2 separate regions of the Anser cygnoides genome follow, and region 1 is linked to region 2. A link is a contact called in public Hi-C data. All regions are on one chromosome and are shown on one strand. The core of a region is the stretch at or near the end of the contact, and the rest is flanking DNA. Distances in the headings are between cores, read along the strand shown. Region 1 holds the start of ATP1A1 (ATPase Na+/K+ transporting subunit alpha 1). Region 2 has its middle 34 kb from the start of ATP1A1.

Evidence for each region. A called contact is a pair of places that touch in the nucleus more often than the background predicts.
Region 1: a contact with region 2 is called in a Hi-C map of liver, with 1.9 times the contacts expected there. The contact joins the promoter of ATP1A1 here to the enhancer-like site in region 2. A contact is called at or near these places in 4 of 7 Hi-C or Micro-C datasets (granulosa cells and liver).

The regions. Positions count from the first base shown.
Region 1 is chr1:99,523,425-99,528,017 of Taihu_goose_T2T_genome, reverse strand. It overlaps ATP1A1 (ATPase Na+/K+ transporting subunit alpha 1), which reads right to left and starts at 1,619. Exons shown (of 23, transcript XM_048047673.2): 1 at 1,385-1,619. The coding sequence starts at 1,396.
Region 2 is chr1:99,489,670-99,494,182 of Taihu_goose_T2T_genome, reverse strand. No RefSeq gene overlaps it. Among named protein-coding and RNA genes, the nearest start is that of ATP1A1, 34 kb to the left of the region's middle. Within about 2 kb of position 1,527, at least 1 of the 3 cell types and tissues checked has open chromatin away from gene starts, as enhancers often do. A contact at or near this core is called in liver, where this site is marked.

The sequences.
Region 1 (4,593 bases), core at 370-2,869, 34 kb before region 2:
CACACAGAGTTAAAAGGTTTCTTTGAGGATTTAAAGCATCGAGAAGACTGCATCAATGCCTACCCCCCCCCAAAAAAGATATTATAGATGAGATTATTGTACGTATTACCTGTTACCCACTAGCCTAAAAAGCATCATGCAGGGCTATCTGACTACAACAGGACTTCACCAATGCAAGAGAGCAACCCTCCCAAACTCCCCGTGTGCTCCTCAAACCCTTTTCCAAACAACCATCCTTTCACCCGTGTTCCTCCATGTCTCCTATTCATGCTGTTGTGTCAACACCGCTGGTTGTACCACATGGATGAGGACAATGCGGAGTCGGGTAGTGTCTGAGCAGCACTGTGGAAGCACACACCACCTGTAGGCAGCAGGCGGGGACAGGGCCGCCACCTCTGCGCCTCCGGGCACCTCACAGCTCTGCCTTCCACGTGGAAGCAGAGCCGGCCGGGAACATTTTGTTTCTGCTCCCCAGCCGGGCATCTGACCGTAACATCCAACTTCAAGTTCCCACTTCTGTTTTCAAGAGCCTTCAAATGCGTTTATAGTTAAGAGATATAATCTGGATTAAGGACTTCTTGCTGCGGGCTGAAGGCTGGAAGGAAGCCGGGCTGACACAGCGCCTTGTGAGCGCATAGAAACTGCTGCACAGCATGCTGGGAGGCTTTTATCAGCCCAATTAGCAGGATAGACATGATAAAGTCATGAATGATCACCTTCCTTATGCTATCAAGCCTTATCTGCCCTCGCGGCTACTAATAAGCAAATTGGCGCTAATAAGCAGCCCTTTATCCTGTCACACCCCCCGGCCACACACCCCCGCGGGGGCCTGCTGTCTCAACAAGTCTAAAGTACTCCTGCAGAGGCCAGGAGCCACGAGAGCGGCCGCGCTGCCCGGCTCGGCTCCAGAAGGGCAGGAGATAACCGCAGCCTCCTCCAGCACCGGTCCGAGGACCCCCCCCGGGGCCCCGGGGGGCCGCGCACCAGGCCGGGCTCCGCGCCTCGCAGGGGCGCCAGGCGCTCCCTCCGCGGCCATTTCCAGCGCCGCCCAGGCTCCGCACAGCCCTCCGGGGGCGGCGGCGCCGCTGGGGAGCCGCCTCCAGCCGTCCCTCCCTGGTTCCCCGATCCTTTCTCCCTCCCTCCCTCCCTCCCCGGAGCGGGCGGCAGCCCAGCACCGAGATGTGTCGGGGCGGCCCCGGCGCCGCCCTCCGGCGGCAACCCCACCGCACACGACATGGCCGCCCCCCCGCCTCCCGGCGCGGAGCGGACAAAGCGGGGGGCGAGCGGCTGCCGGGCAGCCCTCACCCCCGGCCGGCAGACCCCCCCCCGCCCCCGAAGCCCCCTCCCCGGAGCAGCAGCGGCGCCCCCCGGCCCCGCCGCTCACCCCCTTGCCCATGGTGCGGGGCGGCGGCGTGCAGACCACGCGGCAGGCGACGAGGAGCGGGGCTCAGCGCGGCCCGGCAGGTGCGGAGCGACGGCAGCGCCCGGCCGCCACCACCGTGCTCCTTCAGCGGCTGCTCGCTCTCTCCCCCCGCTGTCCCCTCGTCGTCGTCGTTCGTCTACCTCCGGCACCGCTGCTCCAGCCGCAACTCCAAAATTCCGCCGGCTTCCCGCCGGATAAAGAGCCCCGGCTGCACCGCCCCGCCCCGCTCGCCGCACCGCCCCTTGCGGGCGGGGAGCCGCCGGGGACGGGGGCAGGCTTTGGGTGGGAGCCATGCCCGCAGACCAGACCTTAGGGTGCCTCCGGGCTTGTCTCGGCTGCGCCTCGCCGAGGGGAGCGGAGCCCCGGGGAGGGCCGGGGGCTCCTGCTTGGCCCTGCTGGCCCGGGGCGAGGCCGCCGGAGGGCGCTGCGCCGGCCCCCGCTGCCGCCGCCATGTCGGGTCGGCGCCGCTGCCCCGTGAGGGGCCGCCTGCAGGGCCGTGTCCCCTCAAAGGCGGCCGTGTGGAGCCCCGAGGGACCCTGCCGTGAGGGGCTGGATGCCTCCCCAGGTCCTCGCCTGACCCTGCTGCTGCCCTCGGTGACGGCGGGCTGCGCTGGGTAGACGTGGTGCCCAAAGTGTTTCATACCTCCCGAGGTTAAAGCTCATTGTCTGTGCTAGGAGATGCGTAAATACTGGTAAAAACCGCATCTTTAAAGCTTTGTGATTACTGCAAACGGGGGCCGGGACCACAGTGAAGATTTATAGAGTGTATTTCCATGCCCTCTGCTGCGCAGAGCACCTAACAAGGTGATGATACCTATAGTTCCTTTACACTTGAAAATGTGGCAAAGACAGATTCAGAAGCCATAGCTCTGCGCATTTGCTCTTTACTTCTCTCTTTACACTCTAGCAAAGATAATCAGTTTGTGCTCTTTCACATTCTTGACAGCTTAGAAGAGCCATCAGGACCCTCTATATACCTGGAAGTGCCCAGGGACAGCCACCAAGGAAGTGTTTTGGTAGCCAGTTCCCTGCAGGAGAACTTGCTACCTTGCTGAGGGCCCCAAACACATTGGATTATATCTGTGAGGGCATTGGGATCACTGTTGTGGAAGAGAAAAACTTACATTTAGATAAGTATGGAAGTAGGTAAGTATGGAAACTTACATTTAGGTAAGTACAGTTCTTTTTGGATAAGTGGAGGGTTGAAGCTCCCCTCAGCAGGAGAAGAGAACTGAACTCAGTCTGTAAAAGTCCTGGACAAGAGCTTTCTGATCAAACTGTTTGCCCACAGGCCCGTGTATGTAACAGGAAGGGATGCCACCACAACCATGGCAGATGACTGATCTAAAGGCTGGTGTGAGGCACCGCACCACTGGTGGAGCTTGATGCTGTCGCTGTGTCCTGGACTTGCTTTTGGAGCTTCTGATGGATGCGGTGTATGTGCAGACAAATGAACATTGATCCATCGTGGGATTCCAGCTGGACTTAGAAATGGCTTGGCCTGCTCAGTACCGAGGCACTTCTGGGACCCAACATAGTGAACTTTAAAGTAAAAACCTGCGATGAGCTCAGATGCGATTGTAGATGGCAGGAAAGTGTTTCAGAGCCATGTTTTTAGTCTGCTTTGTAAGCTCTATTTTATCCCACTAATGGTCTTTATTGGATCTGGCATAGATCTGACTTGGAGACTGGATCTTTCAGTTTACCTATAAAACCCACGGTACCTGAGCAGCAGTCTTCCTCCCAAGCTGCACCATCTTGACCTCAAGGCAGAACTCCCATTTAGTTCCCATTACTTGTCTTTGAGGTTTTCTTTCCCATGAAAGCACTAGCTCTTGCCTGTGGGTGGAAAGATGGAAAGAAGGAAACTGGGTAGAAATTAGGAACTGTGTAGAAATTTCAGAGCCTGAAATCACCAATTCACTTAACTTTCAATCCTTAACAGCAATTTACTGTATCAAACTTCATTTTCCTTCAGTGTGGCTGTAAAGCATAATCAATAGGACATTAAAAGAAGATCTCCAGACAACTTCTAAGCCATTCTGCCCCTTGATGTAAAACAGCTGTTATGCTAACAATATAGCTGAGCTGGAACGCTATGAATTTCATCCGTCTTTTGCTTTGAGATAGTTGACGTGTTGCCATTTCTTCCTGACTTAAAACCAGAGGGTTCAACTGTGATGCTGTAAACTTACACCTAGCGTCTCTTCCAGGAGAAAAATGTTCTCTTGCTGGCAGTGAGTTAAACAGAGGGCAAATCCATATGGATCAAAGGAAACTTTATTATGTAAGACCAGGCACAGAGGGTAGCGTACTTGTGTTCTCCTCCCATAATAGGTACCAGAGAGATTAAGAAAAATCAAGAGAACTCTGTTTTCAATATCTACAAGCAATTACAAACTCTTTTTGATACCTTGGCATAGTGACTGGGAGAAGCAGAGATAACATACAGGGAACTTCACTCCTGCCAGTGGATTAGGTCCAAGTCAGTTTTTAATGCCTGAAAAATCCTGCTCTTTGGCTTGCATGTCCCTCTCAGTTCATCCTGTGAGTAATCATGAATCCTTTTTGAAGATTTGAGGCAAGAGGTTGTTTTTCCCTCCCTCCTTGCTGGGGTGCAGTTGTGGGATGCTGAAGGGCTGTCAGATTCCAGGGGGAGGAAACAATGGACGAAATGAAAAGGGTGGGGCTTAAGTAGATAGTGCAGGGCACTATATGAATGCCTGCTGCTGGCTGCTGTTATTAATACCTTGTCCATCGCACCATCTTTCTGTAGCATTTCTTACTTTGAGAACCCGAGGGTGCTTTACAGCAGGGAGTTTTATTAAGTCCATTTTAGGGATGGGAAAATGGAGTCAAAGGGAAGCCAGGCAGAAAAGATTTAGCAGATTCCAGGTAAGTGTCCAAGGCTCTGACGGCCTTTTGCTCTTGCTGTTAGGGACAACAGCTTCTGCTCAGGCATATTCCTGCTTTTGGTAGCAACCTGCACGTAGCTTGACATAGAGAAGCAAACCTTTATCCATTTGCAACTGCTGTAGCTTAGGGCTACATTTGCTGGGAAAGCTAGGATGTTAGATACCAGTGATGGATACTACCTGGAATAGGAAAGAATGTCATCTCCCACCTCATTTTTCTTCCTGTGAGATCTACTGTGTCCACGAGCATTTTTC
Region 2 (4,513 bases), core at 278-2,777:
AGCAGTGCTTGCTCTTCCAAGTTTTGGTATGGCTCTTTTAGTCCCGCACGGAGCCACAAGTTACAAAACTCATTGATTTTGAAATCTTTAACGTCAGATGTCTTGGCTTCCTACAGGCTGCTCCGGCTGAGCATTGCAATGTCACTGGGTACAGGGAAAAATTTGGGCAGTGGATGCCTCAAAGAAATGTCAGCTTCTGGTCGCTGACACCAGCGCCAGGTGATCCTGTGCTATTAAACAGCTCCCTGAGGTCAAAGGCAGGCAGATTAATGTCGAGCAGGCATGAGAGCTGTTGTCCCCTCTGGTGGGGATCGCTGAGAAACCCTTTTTGGGACCTGGAGAGCAGGAAAGTGCATTACAGCTGACCACGCTGCTGCGTTGGGTCAATGAAGCCTTTGTTCAAAGACCTTGTAATCCAATATAAGGGGAACAAGAAAGATGAAATCATCAGGGTGGAGAGGAAGCCAAGGGCTGGAGGAAAGTGTGATGTGTACCAGAGCTGCAGGGACTGAGGCTCTCTATTCCTAATTAACAGACTCGCTTGTCTCATTTTCTGCCCAAACCACCCTATTAGCCTGTTAAATACAGAAGCCCCCCCCCCGTGCCGTGTACGCAGCCATCCTGGCACCACCAGCCGTGTCGGCTGCCTTGCCACAGGTTGTATTTTCAGAACTGCTTGATGGATGCATTAACAGCTTCCTTTTTATTGCCAGCTCTTCAGCTTTTGTAGAAAAAAATAAAAAAAAAAAATCATATGTGAGGCACCAAAGTGTCAGGAAAATGGCTAAAAAAATCACGACTTTTAAAAAGTTTTTTTTTTTTAGGTTTTTTTTTGCTGCTTAGTTTCAGAAATGTGAGGCTTCTAGGCTCATTTTTTCAACCCCCCCCCCCCCCCCCTTCTTACTCCCCCAAATGTATTTTAAATGAAAATGTGGTGGTTTTGGTAATTATATGGCTGGGAGATCTGGGGCTTGGCTGGAGCAACAGCAACAGGCACCTGCGCAGGGACCATCAGGTTTCGGTCATATCGAAGGTGAGCAGCAAGGTCTGTCCCTCTCTGCTTAGGGCTTGGAGAAGTGATATTTAATATGAAAAACATGGAAGCAATTTACATGTATTTATGACTGCTGATAGAGGTTTGATGTACAAAAGAGTATAAATCACATAGTTTGTTTGGAGAAATGATCGTTATCGAGAGGGAACGGAGGGCAATAGCCCAGATTTACAATTTTCCCTGTAGGTAACACAAACAAAACCCCAGCGGGGAGCAGAAGGAGGTGCAAACCGAGGGGAACACAGCAAACGGTACACATGCTGCTGGAGATGGGACGGAGGCAATTAAAAGGTGCGGCTTGCTCTATCACCTTGCAGAGCTGCAGCGAAGCAGCAATTCAGCCAGGAGTCTCCCGTTCCACATTTCCCGTAGTGGAAACCCAACCCCCCGAAGGACAGGGAGGGATTATTTTCGCCTGGCTGCCAGTGGCAAGCCTCCAGCCGTGCTGCAGCTCGGGAGGCACGCTGGTTTGATGCCGCGTGGCTGCTGCAGCACAGCTCCAGCCCCTGACCCTGGTCCCACCCGGGTGGATTTGGCTGCAGCCACGCTCCCACCGGCGACGGAGCCGAGATGGCTCCTTGCACTTTGCATACGCCTGCCGGGGCCGCAGTGAGTCAGCCTCCCTCTGCCTCGGCGACGCCTGTTGTTCTCAGGAAACGCGGGGTGACGTGACTCATTTTGTCACATCGGTGCAAGGCCAAGCGCTTTGGCTGGCTCAGCTGCCGGTGCCGCACCGACCATCCTCACCGTGAGCATCCCCTGCAACCCCTATACCTGCACCTGGAAGCACCTGGCCAGGCCATGGAGCTGTGCCACGGGGCACAAGAGGTGTTCCCCCCTTTCTGGCTGCCATCCAAGCCCCGGGGGTCGCTGCAGCCCCGGTGCTGTGCCTGAGGATTCGCACGGACAGCCCTCCGTGCTCTTTGTGCCCTGGGGAGCACTGCCGGGCACGTGGGCTCCAAAAGTCACTTAGCCAGGGCTGGGCTGAGCTGCTGACACAGGGCCTGCCCTGGCTCAGCAATTAATTTGGATGCAAGTGGCGTTTGAATGTTAATTGTTCTGCCTAAGTAACACCATGTGTGGAAGAAGAAGAGCGAGCGCTTTTCCCCTACTCTGGAATAACTCCATTTATAGGCACGCTCTCTGAGGCAGATGAGGCTTCACACAGCATCGCCCCAAATTGGTCTGAGTGCTGTGTGGGGCCAGCTGAGCCTGGGGGTGCTTGGGGGGCAGGATCACCCTGCCAAGACGTGCAGGGTCCCCCCCCAGCCACCCTCACAACCGAGATTCGTCTGGGCTGGGGCATCATCGCTTCCCCCTGTGCTGCTGGCTGGGCGCGGGGAGGAATTTGGACCCCGTGGATCTGGTTACGAGCACACGGCATTAAGGAGGCACAAAGCAGACAAGTCAGTGCCAGCAAGCCTCATCGGCCAGCTGAAAAGTCTGGCGTTTGGATGACCGACGGAGGCTGAAGTGCCTGGCTGCGTCCAGACCCCGTGCTGGCTGGGGGGCTGCAAGCTGGAGCCTGCAGCGTGCTCTGGGGAGGGGGGAGCAGAAAGTGCCTCCCCCCGCTCATCTGCAGTTTTGAAAGCTCTTCTGGAGAGAAGGAACAGGGGGGAGCTGGGTAAAAGGCTGCTGAGAAATATTTCAGTTTCCAGCATAACTTGAGTCATTTGGAACGGAAAGTTTCCATTGCCCAATAAATCTAACACACTCATTTAAAGGAAAAAAAAACACACAGGAAGACAATTTTGGTGCTGGCTTGAGGTGGTTTCAGGGCTTGAGGAAGAGAACAGCGCAGGGCAGGTGCTGGGGCACACCACCCAGCAGGTACATCTTGTTCCTGGCCGAGGAGGTGCACAGGCAGCACGGGGGGCAGGGGACACCAGGTATGTGTGCCACAGAGGGAGAGCCTGCTTGCTCATGCTGGCAGAGCTCACAGAGAGGAAAATGCAGGCTTGGACCAGAGCAGGTGAGGAAAGAAAAAAAACAATCAACCAACCAAAAAAAAAAAAAAACCCGAACCACACAGCTTTGCATGACATTATAATGCATGAGGAACTTTTCAGGAGGTAAACACTGGTTTGCACTAAACATGAGGGCACTGTCACCGTGTTTCTGGGCAGATAGATGGCAGTCCAGAGACTTGTATAGCTGTCTGCACAGGTTGGAGAAACAAAATTCCTGCTAATACGGCTCGTTCTGGTCCATCTGAGAAATACCATGCTTGCAGTCACTGCCCTGCTACAGGACAGTGGGGGCCTGGCAGCAGCAGAGATGATGCTCCCCTCATGACCAACTTGCATGTAGAGCCAGAAACCAGCAAAAAATATTTACATCCAAGGCACAAGAAACGCTAGAGGTTGTGCAGACAGAGCCCTGCAACTGGATAAGAGACGGATTTGTAAACACCAAGCAGGATTTAAACAAACAAAGCAAGCAAGAAAGAAACCCATATCCATTAAGAATATCAAATAACAGCAGGGAGAAGAGCAGAGCAGCGTCACAAACAACAGTGGCAGCTTTTCTGAGGAGCAGCCACGGGCGGAGAGATGGCTTCTCAGCTCAGCACAGGCTAAGCAAGCAGCAAGGCCAGCGGGACAGAGGGCTGGGAGAGCTGGGCCCGGGTCTGCCTCTCCCACCCTCTGCATGTCACCTTGGATGAGCCACTTGCTGCCTTTCTGCACCATGCAGAGACACAAGCAATGCTGACAACCACAGTCACACCTCCCTTTCCCCCAGCCAACGATGCACAGCACTGCCTGTGCCAAATGGCCATGCTCAGCAGGACAAACTACAGCTTAAATGTCCTAGCAAATGTTTAGCAAACCCGCCTCGTGTCCTAGCCAGTCTTTGCAGGCTCTCAGAGGTGGGCTGGTGCTTGCAGCGTGTTTGTACCTTACCCGATGAGGTCTAGCTGGGGCACTAAGGGGTCTGAGGATGCTTTGGGGATGTTCTGTCAACAAATTGAAGGGAAATGGAAGGAGAAAAGCAGAGATCACAGTGATTTTAATGGTCATCTTCTCTCAAAAGAGCACTGTGTACCTTGCATCATAAACATTTCAAATATGACTCTGGCACCTACGTTTTATCTGACCAGGATTTTGTTATGGGGGTTTTCCAGCTTGTAAGAGCAGTCCACGGAAAGAAATCAATAAAAGCTACATCTGATTCGTGGCCTCTTACAGAGTGATTTTTAGATTGAGCTGTTGTCCAGGGTACGTAGGCAAGAACCGGTGTTTTGTTCCCATGTAGCCCTGTTGTCAGCATTACAAGACGCTTGCTGGGTTGACATTAGGGTTTCTGCCCATTAAGCCTCAGAGTTTGGCACATATTGCAGTTTTCCTTCATTATTGTTCACACACCCGGTCAGCCTCTCTGTGAGCTGAGAAGGGGATGCACCTGTTCCTACCTCAGAGTTTTGTGTGAAATTTCCGGCTTACCACGGGCAGCACATGG